Linked DNA regions of Mus musculus: regions 2 and 3 are each linked to region 1. A link is a contact called in public HiChIP or PLAC-seq and promoter capture Hi-C data. All regions are on one chromosome and are shown on one strand. The core of a region is the stretch at or near the end of the contact, and the rest is flanking DNA. Distances in the headings are between cores, read along the strand shown.

Region 1 (4,506 bases), core at 1,283-3,782:
AGTGGCCTACTGTGGAATGTTTCCCTGAGGAATTTTTTTTTTTTACTTGGCTTCTCATAGCATCCATTAGAGGCAATCTGTAGTCCGGGAGGATTCAGGGAATCTCCTTGGGAAGTTAAGAGTCAGGGAGGTGAAGAGAGAGAAGGCGTTAGGGGAAGATAACCTAGCGGACGCGGGGAGAGTGGAGAGGACACCTTGTGTCTATTCTGAGTCTTCCAGTGTGCTGGAGAGAATGTGACAGAGTGAGGAGGACCTGGGTGGCAAAGGGCTGAGTGGGGAGGCTGGGTGGTGACTTCGTTCCATCCTTTAAAGTCCCACTAGGTAGGAGAGGCAGCTGCTGGAGTTGTTTTGCAGATTTGGCAACCGAGGCACGCTAAACAGAAAAATATTCTCCGCGGTCACAGAAGATTTTATTAAAGAGTTCGGCTAAGTCACAGGGTTACTCTTCCTGGTTATGTGTCATCCTAAGGGGCCTCGTTACTGAAGGAGGTGGTGATTCATAGCCGCATTCCTTTAGAAGTCAACATTAGAAGACAAACCAACTTCTATAGCACACCCCAGTCCCTGAGGAAGACAGTGAAAAGGCTTCCATTTGGAGCAGACCTAAGAGCTCTCTTGTCCTTGTAATAAGTGCGTTTCACATCTTACGTTCTTGTAGTCCATGACTCCATCCCATTCACTCTGAACGCTGTTGTCTCGGATGCTGACCACACCTCTGAGGGCATCGACATGGATGGTCTGGGTCCCCACAGAGCCATCCAGAGGATAACTGTCGCTAGTGTTCTAGAAGGAGCAATCAACAATGAGTAAAGCCAGTGGCCCCAAGTGTCTATCTGCTCATCCTGTGCAGGGTTAAGGGGGAATCCATGAGAAACTACAGGAATAATACCCCTGGGTATTATCTTTGAAATGTTTCTGCTAAAAGACATAGGTAGACTGGACCCTCTCCACCATACTCACCGTCAGCGCCAGAGCTGGAACTAGAAAGACAGTCACAAGAATGGAAGGCGCAATCTGAAATGGAACAAAGGTCACTGTGCTTAGTCCTTGGCCTCTGATGAGCTTAGACTCCAGGGCTGCCTTGCTGGGGTCCACAGCTTTCACCTCCCTCCATCCCTGCAGAGTTCCCAGGTGTGTCAGGACACTATAGCTTACTGTGTTCACACAGGGTGTGCCTGCTGCTCAGGAGGCAAGGTTTTGTCAGTCACTCAAGGACACTCCTATGTGGCTTCTACTGTCAATCACTGGGATAGATTTAGCCAACCTGACAGGGTAGGATCAGCCTGGACCACTATAGCTCAGGCCTCCCACTCTTCCTTTTTGTGCTACCTCTCTACTTCCAGGGCTGGGCACATCCTCTACTCCAGCTCTTGATCCAAACCCCAAATCTCACAGTCAGCCCTATTCCGCCTCTGCCCACCCTCCATCCCCCCTGGAAACTGACACCCTCCAGGCTTCCTTTCCTCTGAATTCTCTTACCTTGCCTAAGAAGAAAGCTACTCACTGTTATTTGCATACTATTTTGGGGGAAATTATGTTAGAATGTACCTAGGCCTTAAAATATTTAAGTTGTTCAGTTCCTCTATGTGGTGTGCTCTGCCCATCAAGGGAGTTTTCTGCAGCAGACATTAATAAAAGAATAGGGGGCTGGGTTAAGCTAGCCATAGTTTCTTGTGTACTTGAGGCTGGCCCAGCTCAAGTGCACCCATCATGACAAGTGGGACTGGCAGGGTCCTCCCTTCTCTTAACATCCATGAAAAGTCGGCATCTGGCTTCAGTAACAAACGGGGCCCCTGAAAGTCAAAGGAAGCGGCTATTCTACAGTGTTATCATCACCACAGTGCAGTGCAGCGCAGCTGCCATAGACACAGAGCTGCAGAGGGTGAAGCTGCTTTAGTGAAAGCTGGATGTGGTCGTGCCTGCCTTGAATGCCAGCACCCAGGAGACTTAGATGGAGGATTTGGAAAGTCTGAGACAAGCCACAGCGAGTCAAAGTAGCCTGGACTACAGAATGAGGCCTTGTCTTAAAAAAGCCAGAGGGACAAAAAGCACTCTATCCCAGCTGGCCCCACATGCATCTAAGCTATTCCCCACTGGCAATTTGTAAATACGGAAAACCACTGCAGACAAGACTCCAGCATATGAGTATCTACCTGGCCTCCAAAGAGTCTTGACTTTTAAGAAATTAGTTATTGATTCCATTAGAGGACACCCTTCCTTCAGATTCTCCAAAACAGAAGTGCCAACAGAAGATTGCACACCCAATCATCGTTTGAAAATTCTGCCTGGGTTGATTTGAACAGTTCCTGGGGCAGGGAGGATCCAGACCTCCTTGGCTGGTCTGACTGGGATATATATATGCTCCACATTCAAAGTTAAAGATGTACTCACAAGGCGTCTCATGTTGTCTCTCTCCAGCGAATGCAACGGCATGCATAATACAATTTTCTATGATCCGTTCATTTCCCAAGTCTAGTTTATATAGACTTCAGCCTCTCAGGTCTCACTATGATAAGGGGCTCAGGGACTGGTTATCTACGATCCAGAAACCATTAGGGGGAAAGCTAGTTATGTAATTACGGTTATCATTTCCTTTTACTAGATCCGAGTGTTTTTCTTTCTCTCAATAGCTCGGCAGGTTCCAAGGCAAACACTGGATAAGAATAGGTCTTTGTGGCTCGTGTACTCCTGACCCCAGAGCCACTGTGTAAGGACTTATAAGCTGCTGATACAAAATCAAGGGGATCACACTTGAACTTCTTGATTTCTGAAAAGTATTCTTTTCCTAACAGTGAGAGCGGGTCGAAGAAACCTCATAAAACCCAAGAGACAAACTGATTTACAAGATTATTGATTGGCAAACAGTCTTGTCCCTTCCTCATCCAAACACAGATCACACAGTTTGCTCTGCACCCTCTGCCTCCACCAACTTCATCTCTATTCATTTCTTCAATGCCCTCTCTGTCTGACGTAGCTCAGGTCCCAGTGAACTCTCTGATGCTTGGTCCCACTAATGTGGATTTTCTGGTTTGCCTCTTCATTTCAGGGTAGTTTTTCTACCAAATCAAACCAAACCAAACCAAACAAAACCTTTGACTTGCTGCAGAACTACTGAGACATGAGGAACTCTGACCCTCACACAGTAGCACCAATTCAAGGGCTTTCACACACTTGTTTTTTCAAGCTCTGATTGGTGGCGCCCCAGACGTCTGGATGAAATTCAATTCCCTAGAGTCAGACATTTCTTTCAAGAGGAGGATTACAGAGATGACCCTGGGCATCAACGTGATCAGAGCAAGGAAGGCAGGCAGGCAGCTCAGCCCTGACTGGGCTCGGTGCAATTTGGCTATGGGAAGAGCAAATAGCTAGGCTTTGGAAACTGCCAGGTCACTCAGGGTTGAGATAACACCATAATCCCATCTGCAGTGTTCCTGATACTTTATAAAAAACAACACACGGCCCACATACTCAGCCACCACTGTGTCAGCAAAACAGATTACAGAAGATTACAAGGAAATATAACTACATGTGTTTATATGTGCCTTATAAATAGAACTTATAGGCCAATACCACAGTCATGATTTCAGCTTTGTAGTGCCAGTGGTGTGGGTTGGGAGGAACTGCGCTGTTAACCATTTTGCAAATGAAGACAGATTAATGGTGCCAATCACATTCAACTCCTACCTCTGCACTAGCCAGTACTATGACTGCACAGCTAAAATGTGAGTTCGAATTTCTGGACTTCAAAGGATCAAACTGTATGTATTTCCTTCCAACCACAATGTCCTTTAGAGTTAATTTATATTCAGCTGCAGATCAAAAAGGGCAAAGGTTCTAATTCTATGCCACCACCCAAGGTCTTCTGTGTTTAAGGGTTACTGTGTGAACAACTAATTTCGTTGGAGTCTCTCTTCAAGTGGGGAGCAGAAGCCATTCAATGGGCAGCTAGGTACCCCTCCTCTTATGCTAAGGAGCAGAGAAACCAAACTACAGGCAGCTATGTCCTAGAGGGAGAACCAGCAGGTGATCCCAAATGAGCTTCCATTCTGGAAAGATCTATGAGAGGACACCTAGCTAGGGCTCCAGACAGGAAGGAGACTCCAGTCCGTAAAGAGATGCAGAGAAATGGCCTCAGGGAATCAGAAAGCCTTGCAGAGGCAGCAACCCCTGCCCTTCACCAGTATCCATCACGAGGGGGCTCTAGCAGTCATTCAACTTTCTCCTCGGATGTTCAGTGAGACCAGTCTGGGGTTTCACTCCCTACTAAATGGAGTCTCTGTTGACTGATGAAAAGAAGCTATGATATTTTTAACAATAAAAGACCTCAGGCAACTGGAGTTAAAATAAGAGCATTGGACTGCTACTTTAAATAATGGTGGTTCAGCTGGTGACTAAATAATCTATCCACATTCAGTTTTGCAAAGGCCACTAACCATGTGTCAGGAGGAGTGGCCAAATCTGTTCAACCTTGGCCTCTTACTGAGCAACACGTTCACTGAGATGACG
Region 2 (4,506 bases), core at 1,246-3,745, 240 kb before region 1:
GCGCACTTCTCTGTGACTTGAGAAAAGCCCGTGGCACAGTGTGCCGTGTGGATGCCTGAGCCGGGGTGAGTGGTTTTTGCTTGGTCTTCCTTCTCTCATCTTCTGCCCTCTGTCTCAGACATTTCTCCTGGCTTCCTCTGGGGTCCAGTTGAGGACCTCTAACTTAGACCCCTCATTAGTGCAGTGTTTCTATATATTATTTTATTTGTGTTGAGGTATTGCCTTAAAAAGTTAGTGCCAGAGACAAACTCAAATTGCTTTGCCAAGAGCATTATTTAGCTTGGACATGAAAATGTAGAATTACAAAATTATGGTTCATCCCGTGCATAGCTCAAATCTGCTTCTGCTCTCATGTGTAGTCTCACATCTGAAAGGGCAGTGATTTCCTCCTCCTCCTCCTCTCCCTCCTCGTCCTCCTCCCCCTCCTTCTCACAATGTGAGGAATGTTGTCTTTAGGATAACTTCTTTCTCTATGCCTATAGACATTTAAAGTGTGTTTCCCTAAAGTAGAGATAATAACAATTTAACCACGCCCTCACTTCTGTCTGTGTGACTTGCATACAGTTGCCAGTGAGCAGCTTCCGTACAGACTCTGTGTCTTCCCCTCAGATTCGCACAATGAAGGACAAAGGCCCTAACAGGTTGGCATTTGGCGAGGGAGCTCCTGGAAGTCAACTATCTACTGTTTCTTGTCCCTTTTCTCTTCAACAGTGGAGACTGAGTTGCCCCGGGCACATGACCACGTTTCCCAGCCTGCCTCAGACAAGGTGGATCAGGGGGGAGAAAATGGCGACCAGACTCATGGCCTCCTTTGCAGCAATGGAAATGAAACAGAAGAGATATGTGCAGGTCTAGCTTGTGTCTTAAAAATGAAGAGCAGAAAAAGAAACAAAACCAAAACCAAACAACAACAACCATAACAACAACAACAACAACCATAACCACAACAACAACCACCACCACCACAACAAAGTGAAGCGCGTGACCTCTCCTTCCGGTCTTGGGATAAGGACCACTCCTAGGGGTTGGTGGGATGATAAGGCTGAAGGCCTCTGGGCCTTTGCCCACATGGGGAGACCATACTGAACACCTTGTTTGGATTTATTGAGTTTTTGCTGGATCAGCTGATGGGTGATCCAAAATTATATAATTCAAGAAAGGCAATCCTAAAGAAAAAGTTTAATTGCAAAGGAGAGGCCACAGGACTAAGTATCTAGAGGCTACGGCAGGCTCTCGCGGTGACATCCCGGGGTTAGGCAGAGCTTTGGGGGTGCCTCTTAATTTCCGCTAGGTAACTGGATGTCCTGCTGTTCTCAGGTGAGGCTCACCGTGACCCTGCCTGCCTCCTAAACTGAAACCAAAGGCGGACAGTTCTCCGGAGCCCTGGAGGCTCTCAGATGACATCTGCAGTTGTACGGTCAGAGAAATGGAAAATTTATAGCCCCGAGAATCTGGGATTCATTTAGGAGCATTAATTTAAGTGATCCAACCTCAAAATTGTTTTCAGGCCTCCACTAGGCTCCAATATCCTTCCTCATTATGAAACCCTGTACAGCCAGGCCTGCAGTGCCCTGGTACCGACCAGCCTCATTTCTGTGGTTCAGGAGAGACCTCATCAGCTCTAAGATACGCGGGCTGGGCCAGGCTGATGTTCTGTATGATCTGGGGAGAAATCACTCATAACACTCCTAGTTAGATTTCAGAAAGAATCTTTAAAAGAAAGACCTGCCTTAAACCTATTAGAGAGGGTAGGGTATAAATAGTCTTGATAATTCCTAAATTAAAAACAACCTGGGTGGCAGTGGGTGGGTAGTGGAGCTGAAGCCATGGGCATGTTGGGCGAGGCTGCTGCTGCTGCTGAGCTGGGTGCCCAGCCCTAACAAAGCCTATTTGTTCCTAAGGACTGGACTTAGGAAGAATCTCGGCTGGTGTCTCCTGCATCAAAGAAATGCCGCTGGTCTGTATTCTGACCCAGGCTCACCTCAGGCTCAGCTGTACCTGGTTTCATAATAAGGAAGGACACTGGAGCCTACTGGAGGCCTGAACACAATTTTGAGACGGGATACTTTAAATGAATGTGCCTAAATGGGTGGCATCGCCTGGTCCCTCCTGATTGTACAATGCCTTACCAGCAGGGCAAACGCCATTTTGGGTGCCTAACCAGGCTCTGGCTACTCTACTCACTTCTCTGCTTTCCCATGTTTTCTGCTCACTGCTGTGACTCCCACACTTTCCTCTTCCAATGAACTGAGGAGAGCTGTGGGACAAGAGTGGCCTGTGTGTACTCCTGCCTTGATGGTCAACTCCGCAGCCTTCAAGTGATCGGCCTTCCACGGGTCTCTGACTCACAATGGCTAGCGATAGAGCTGGGCCTCATAGGGCCTTTCTCGGAGACCAGCCCTGGAGTGAATTCAGTCATGAACTCAAATAACCCTGAGACTCCTGGGAGAGGAAAGGTGACCTCATGCTTACTAAGACCCAGGTTGCTCAGCCCTGGAGGACCCCGCTGTGAACGGCAGCGGTTTGGCTCAGTGTCCCCTCTGAGGCTGTGGTCGCTGACCCCTCCCATTTAACTAAGGAAGAGGTTCCCGAGGCTGACAGATGTGGCTGACAGATGTGGCTGGGTAGGAGGCAGAGGAACGCAGCTGTGAGAAGTGATGGCCCTGGGCCCAGAAGCCTTGTCTTCTTGTGGCTGCAGCCATTTCCACCTGGTGCCTTTGTGTTTTCTAGTGCCCCCCTCTTTCAAAGCTCAGCACTTTGTTGTAGTATATGGTCTGGAAGAAGCTTCTGGAACAGTACCAGGCACCTCCCCGTGTTCCGTTAGTAGGCTGACTGGGGAGCTGAGGAAGGAGGCCGTGGCGCTGCAGAGGGACCTGGGGTTTAACGTCACCTCTGTGTGCCTCTGCTCAGCTCACGCCCCACCTCCGTCCTGTCTCTTCCTATCTCACTGTTTATGAGGAGTGCAGCCTTCTCTGTCACGTGCTCGCAGTATTCTACCCAGGCAGTGGGACCAGCCAAACTGAGGCTGAAACTTCTGAAAGGGTGAGCCATAGCGAACTTCCTCTTTTAAGGTAGCTTTCTGAAGTGTTTGTCACGACGATGAAAGCAGACACGGTTGTGGGTGTGGGGGACCCTCAGACATCTTGTCTTGAGATCTGACACCCTGTTCTGGGCCCTACACAGATGGCGTGTTCAGACTACTCCCAAGTTTCACAGTTAAAAATTGAGGAGTCCTTTAGGTTCTCATACTGAGATGTTCTTAAGATGCCGGCACGTTAGCAAGGGGAAGTCCCTAGATATGGCCACTGAGGAGTGAAGGATTATCAGAGTACTTATCTATACTTTTTAAAGCTGTGCCATGGGCTTTGAGGGCCGTCACATCCAGTGTTGGTAAACGTCTGTGGAAAGGGATTTGAGGACGGGACAGGCAAAGAGATGAAGGTATAGAGAGCACGGAGGGCTGGTTGGGTGGTTCTCACATGGTCTGAGCCATCTTCCTGGCCTGGAAAAGTGATGTTTTTAAAGGTGCCAGCAGCCCCAGGCATATGTTTTGGGGAATTGAGACAGCAGCTGTGTGGGATCGGAGCTAGGTGTTGCATGAGTCTGAGCATTGCCCCACAGCTGTCCAGCACATCCCATAGTCCCGCTTGCCTGTGTAGAGCACCTGAGCTGATGGTGGGGCAGTGGGCACTTGGATGCAGAACAAGCCAGGTTTGCGGTTTCAGGGTACAGCTCTCAAGGGAGGGAGAGTCGTATGACTGCTGCTTCTTTATTAGGCACAACCTGAGTCCAGATGGGATTCAGCAATCTCTGTGTGTGCACAGAGGCCGTGGTCAGTCCCAAGTGACTTCCTCAGTTGTTCTCTACCTTGACTTTTGAGACAGGGCTTCTCACTGAACCTGGAGTTTGCTGACTCAGCGGGGTTGGCTCTCCAGGTGGCCTCAGGGATCTGCCTGTTTCCACATCCCCAGAGCTGGGGTTCTGGGTGCACACTGCCATGCCTGGTAAACAAATCAACAAACACCCATGTTCTGGAAATCAGACCAGGGCAAGTACTTTACCTACTATGCCCAAGGGTGATATTTTTTATGGGAATAAAGGGGCAATCTTGAAAGACTGCAGGCATTGAACAGTGTACCTTCTGAGGAGATCCTAGTTTATTTTAGGATATTAGTTGTACTTACTTTTGGCTTGCTACTGCCAGAGATAACCTGACTGTACTGACACAGACCATCTGTGAAAGATGGCTGACACAGTAGCCTGACCTCATCACCTTCATTGCTACACAGAGACAAAGACCTGGCCGCTCTGTCAAAGCGGACAGCAGCCACAGTGACTGTGGATGGGACAAGGTGGAAGCGAGGACACTCAGTGTTCATGTGTCAGGGTCTAAGCTCACAGGGGCACAGAGTATGGGTTTTGCTCCCTCAATAGCAGCAGCTATGAGTCTGAGTACACCTGCCTGCTCTCAGGCTAAACAACTCATCGAAGATCTTCAGCCCCTTC
Region 3 (4,506 bases), core at 895-3,394, 200 kb before region 1:
GCTAAATCCTCTGCAATGAGTTTCCAGGGTTCTGATGGCTGTCACAGTGCAGTTGCATAGGGCCACTACATAGAGGAGACTTCTGACCCCTCACACGAACTCAAGGCCATGTGCACCCATGATGACAAGAGACCCTTAGGAACGTTAATCACCTCCCATGGCTTTAACTTCCCAAGGAGCCAGAGTAGATTGGGGCTTGGAGCTGAGGCAGGGGAGGAGAGATGATGGAGAAGAAAGAAGATTGGTTCACAACTGAGAGGAGGGGATGCAGGAAGGACTCTGGGTAGAGACACACCTTGATGGGCGAGTACCACTTCCGAGGCGAGGAAGGCCGGCGCATGTTGTTGTTGAGGTTTCGGGGTTCTGGGAACTCATATTCTTGCTCTGGCATCTTGACTCGTGCATTCTTTGCCTTTTCTAACTTCGCCCCTTCTTCTGTGGAGCCCTTTTCTCCCCAGCGGACCTAATATAAGTGAAATTGCACACAGAACAAAGTTACAGGGCTGCACGGGTTGTCCCCCTGAAGACGGGGTCTGAGGCACACAGCACTGGGTCCTCTGTTCCTTCAGGAGCGTGAGCCACAGAAGTAGGGTGAGTGGAAAAAGGGAAAGCGGGGAACAGAAGAGGTGATAGGGAGCCATGGGCTGGGAGGATGAGAGGTTGAACTGACTAGGTGGGATACAGAAGTGGGGTTTTAGTCCAATGAGAAAAGAAACCCAAGAGGTTTGGCAGATGGCCTCATCCAACTGGAGATGGGCAAGATGCAGGCATGCAGTTAAATAGCTGTACCCTTCCGCCTCCCCATCTCTGTATCTCATAAGTCACACCTCCTCTAACCTCAAAAATGGACTGCCAGTGTTTGCTCTGGGTTTCTATCACCAGGTAACTGGCACACAGAAAGTTGTGCGATGGTGGACCTCTTACCTCCATTCTTTTAATGCCTCCCACACCGCGTCCACCATAATAAGAGGCATCTACTGTGGGCCATTTCTTCTTTGGCAAACCATCATCGTCTTCTTCCTGCCGAGAAATTGTGACACATGAAGACAAAGCCCCTGAGGTTGTGTGTGTCCATTCTGGTAGGGTGGACAGGAGCAAGTTGGTAGTCAGAACATACAGTTTCAGACCACACGGTTTAGTCTCCATGCTCATTGCCTTCGGAGCTCACACAGCCTCTCTGAGTGCATTGCCCTGATGCATGGAGTGGGTATTAAACGGTCTGTGGACAGCCCTGGGGAGCAGGTCCTATCCTGTACAGCAGGGTGTTGTTTGAATGTGACACTGAACTCTCAGCCTGAGTTCTAAGTTTCTAATGTAACCATGTTATAAGGTGGTTATAAGTCACAGGAGGTGACTGGGTCTGGGGGCTGTGTCCTCACAAAGTGCATTATTGGCTTTGTTCTAAGTGAGCAGTGGCGATGGAGCTGGGGCTTGGTTGCTCTCCTTTGCTAAACCTTCTTGTCCTTCTGCTTCCGCCCTAGACGAAGCACGAAAAGGCCCCATGAGACGCAGACCCCTGGCCCTTGGGCTTCCCAGAAGTGTAAGAAATTAGTTTTGTTTTCTTTATAAATCTTCCAGCCTTGGGTATCATGTTATAGAAGGTCAGCGCTAGGAAGAGTTTTATGACTGTCTTCATTTGGTAGTTTCGGGAGTACAAACATTGGACACCAACTACTCCAGCGGTTTTGTAGCTGTCAGATTCAGAGCAGTGGAGGCGACATTCTGATTTGATGTCTCGATGCTCCATCTGGTGGGTGGCCCACCCCTTAGCATAAGAATCTAATTCACATCTCCCCTCCGCCACTTTTCCCAAATTTGGAAACACTCTGAATACTTATGTATATGACACACAAAATTCTAATCTCTGTCCTTCCCTGGCCTCCTGTCACACTCCAGGCATCCCTCTCTACTTTTCCTCTCTCATGTGTGTGGGGCCCTGGGAAAGGAAGACAGGCCATCCAGAGATGGGTACTGCCCTTGCCCCCAGTGTAGACTCACAACAGGAAATGCTTAGACATACGCTCAGCTCCACCAAGCCTCATGTTAGTCCCTGACCTGAGCTTCCCCTCCAAACTCAAGCACCAGCCACAAAAGTCAACAGTCAGCCCAAGGTCTGAGCAAAGGGAGAGAGTCAGCGTTTCCCTGCGGTAAGCATGACTCTGTTTATACACCAGAGCCTGTAGGGTTGCACAATCCCAGGGAGAGCTGAGAGAACCTTTGATGTGTTTTTTCACTTGGCCAAAAAGTTGGTGGAGTAAACTCACAGGGCTCAGCACATGCTCTCTGACAGCCAACAGTCTCAGAGAGTGCAGTTCTACATCTAGTTAAAGAAAAGAGACTTCTGGAAGGTATTTCCCCAGTCACCTTCAGAGATGTATCCAGGAGGGGGAACCTCTAGCACGGATGTTTTTTTCTTTTTTGGTAAAGAAACTTTGGTAACCTCCATAGTTCCTGGAGGTAAGGATTAGCTGGGCTAAACTCTTTCACAGGATCAAGTAGCAGGAACCAGGGCCTTGTGGGAAATCAGCAGGGGACAGGCAGAAAAGAGTGGGCTGAGCCACCACAATCTGTCAGAGCACCCACAGGACATGGCAGGGAGTATGGATGGCTGTGTGGGAGAGCCAGCTATATCCACAGCCACTCAGTGCTGCCCTCCAGTCTCCTACTTAGGTCAGACCCTCAAGAGGAAAGCCTTGTGGGGGAGGGGGAGGGGAGGGTAGGCACAGATGCCATCCAGCAAATCCAGAGGACCCAGGAGCATCGAGAGATGTCATCAGTGTGAGGAGGTGCTCAGCTGGGGCTGGAGTCTGGTTTCCCATCAGGGGAAGTCATGCTTAAATCTCAAAGGATGTGGTGGCCCAGGCGTCAGTGGACTGACATTTGGGCAACACCAAGGCAGCACATCCCCCAGGTGGCAGAGGCCCATTGGGGCATGTTTGTCTTCAGGAAGACCGAGCCGAGCTTTCCCAGGAAGCCTGAGATCCCATGCTGCCCTTGCTCTCCCAGCGTTGCCAGCTTTGGCACTACAGTCCCATGTTGCAATGTGCAGGGGTCTCTGTGCCTGGAGAAGCCTCACCACCCATGATTGCTATCCATTATCCCAGACATTTCATAAGTTCCCTACCCTATGTGGAGTCCCAGTTCCCCAGAGAATTTAGCCTCCTTTCTCAAAGCTTCTTACATTCACCTCTATTGATCAAAGCTTTGTGCTGTTCTTGCTTTTCTGATATCCACACACTGGAAGAACCAGATGAATAGATTGTACCAAGGGGAACTTCATTCCCTAGCTCACTGTGAAGACCAGAGGGAGAACATGCTGGAAGCAGAATCCAGCCCATGCCTTCCAACTAACTTTATTATAGAACCCCAAACATCTTGAACCCAGATGATAAACCCTGTGTGACCCCCAAACAAGAGCCACTTGAGTGTCCTTGCCTTCATCCCCTCCAGCCACTGTGGTGGAGCCCCCATGCCCACAGTGTTAGGGAGAAGGCAGCTGTTCATATTTACAGAGGAGTAAGCTTTGTGGGTCTGATGACATGAAGGAAGACCAACGCAGCAGAAGTGCCCGGGCTGGAGGGCTGAGGAAGTAGACGCCACCACAATGTTTCTTCTGGCCTTTGAAATAAGCTACGGGGTCTCTCTCGTCTGTAAATTCATAGGTAGGCCTGAATAGTTTGGCAAGACTTCTGTTCGTAAATACAACCACGAAAGGTTTAAATTTCCCCTTTTCCCGAGTTACGTTTAGCATGGCACAGCATGGTTTCTTCTGTCTCCACCCAGTAATGAAGGTCAACACGTGACTCTCCTGTGTTCTTCAGTGGTCAACAGTATATTTATCTTCTCAGGAGTTCTTTTTTCAAAAAGGTACTGTAATGTCGACTACTGAACTCTAGTCTGTGTCAGAACTTCTGTTTGCATGCACATGCTTGAGAGAACATAATTTGTATGATGTCACTGGGGAGAAGGGCCCTGGTAAGCTATACCACTTTGAACATGTGAGAGATTGTTAGATAGGCTTGGTTTTCCTATCTAACAATCTCTCACTTGTTCACCATTGACAGCCGTGTGCTGTTCAGCGGAGTTTGCCCGTCATCGATGCCTCTGGCAAGCACCCATCCCTCTCTCTGCCTTTGGATAAGAACTACCAGCCCACAGACAGTTCCATTCTCAGGCCTCCTTGCCTGCCTCTTGCCTCCCCACACACATCTAAGGACACAGTTGGTTCTACAGCTCCAAGGTGATGAAGTATGAAAGAAGACAGGCCAGCAGATGTGGAGCTGGAGAGAGCAACGGAGAACACATGGGCACTGGGGCCTGGAACAGGGGCAGAGCTAGGTGGCCACCTTCATGCCAGTGTTAAGAGAGGCTGTCGTGGGCTTTGTCCAGGCTTCCTGGGTCTAGGTGGGGTGACCCCCTCCATTTAGGAACAGGGGGTCCCTAAGATTGGAGGATCCAGTGTTGACCAAGAGGGTTCAGTTGAGAAAGGACTGCACTATGTTTCCC

The links. Promoter capture Hi-C pulls out the DNA fragments that hold promoters and counts their contacts. HiChIP or PLAC-seq counts read pairs in DNA pulled down with a chosen protein or histone mark.
Region 2: a contact with region 1 is called in an HNF4G HiChIP or PLAC-seq map of pancreatic cancer cells. The contact joins the enhancer-like site here to the promoter of Gkn3 in region 1. A contact is called at or near these places in 9 of 39 promoter capture datasets (the HPC-7 cell line, HPC-7-derived erythroid cells, embryonic stem cells and 6 more), 1 of 15 datasets of contacts at CTCF or cohesin (the NIH/3T3 cell line), 1 of 484 Hi-C or Micro-C datasets (nephron progenitors) and 5 of 115 datasets of contacts at active chromatin or transcription factors (T-cell acute lymphoblastic leukemia, bone marrow-derived macrophages, effector CD8 T cells and 2 more).
Region 3: a contact with region 1 is called in a promoter capture Hi-C map of embryonic stem cells, with 4 times the contacts expected there. The contact joins the enhancer-like site here to the promoter of Gkn3 in region 1. A contact is called at or near these places in 2 of 39 promoter capture datasets (the 3T3-L1 cell line and embryonic stem cells), 1 of 15 datasets of contacts at CTCF or cohesin (the NIH/3T3 cell line), 2 of 484 Hi-C or Micro-C datasets (cerebral cortex and embryonic stem cells) and 1 of 9 other capture datasets (embryonic stem cells).

The regions. Positions count from the first base shown.
Region 1 is chr6:87,386,403-87,390,908 of GRCm38.p6, forward strand. Gkn3 (gastrokine 3) reads right to left here and starts at 2,533. Exons shown (of 6, transcript NM_026860.1): 1 at 2,392-2,533; 2 at 961-1,014; 3 at 649-783. The coding sequence starts at 2,433.
Region 2 is chr6:87,150,111-87,154,616 of GRCm38.p6, forward strand. The region is part of intron 17 of Antxr1 (anthrax toxin receptor 1); the gene reads right to left. Among named protein-coding and RNA genes, the nearest start is that of D6Ertd527e, 48 kb to the left of the region's middle. Within about 2 kb of position 2,496, at least 175 of the 459 cell types and tissues checked have an H3K27ac peak or open chromatin away from gene starts, as enhancers often do. A contact at or near this core is called in the HPC-7 cell line, T-cell acute lymphoblastic leukemia, bone marrow-derived macrophages and 5 more, where this site is marked.
Region 3 is chr6:87,187,812-87,192,317 of GRCm38.p6, forward strand. Antxr1 (anthrax toxin receptor 1) reads right to left here. Exons shown (of 18, transcript NM_054041.2): 15 at 925-1,020; 16 at 296-463. Among named protein-coding and RNA genes, the nearest start is that of Gm38851, 33 kb to the right of the region's middle. Within about 2 kb of position 2,145, at least 93 of the 459 cell types and tissues checked have an H3K27ac peak or open chromatin away from gene starts, as enhancers often do. A contact at or near this core is called in the NIH/3T3 cell line, where this site is marked.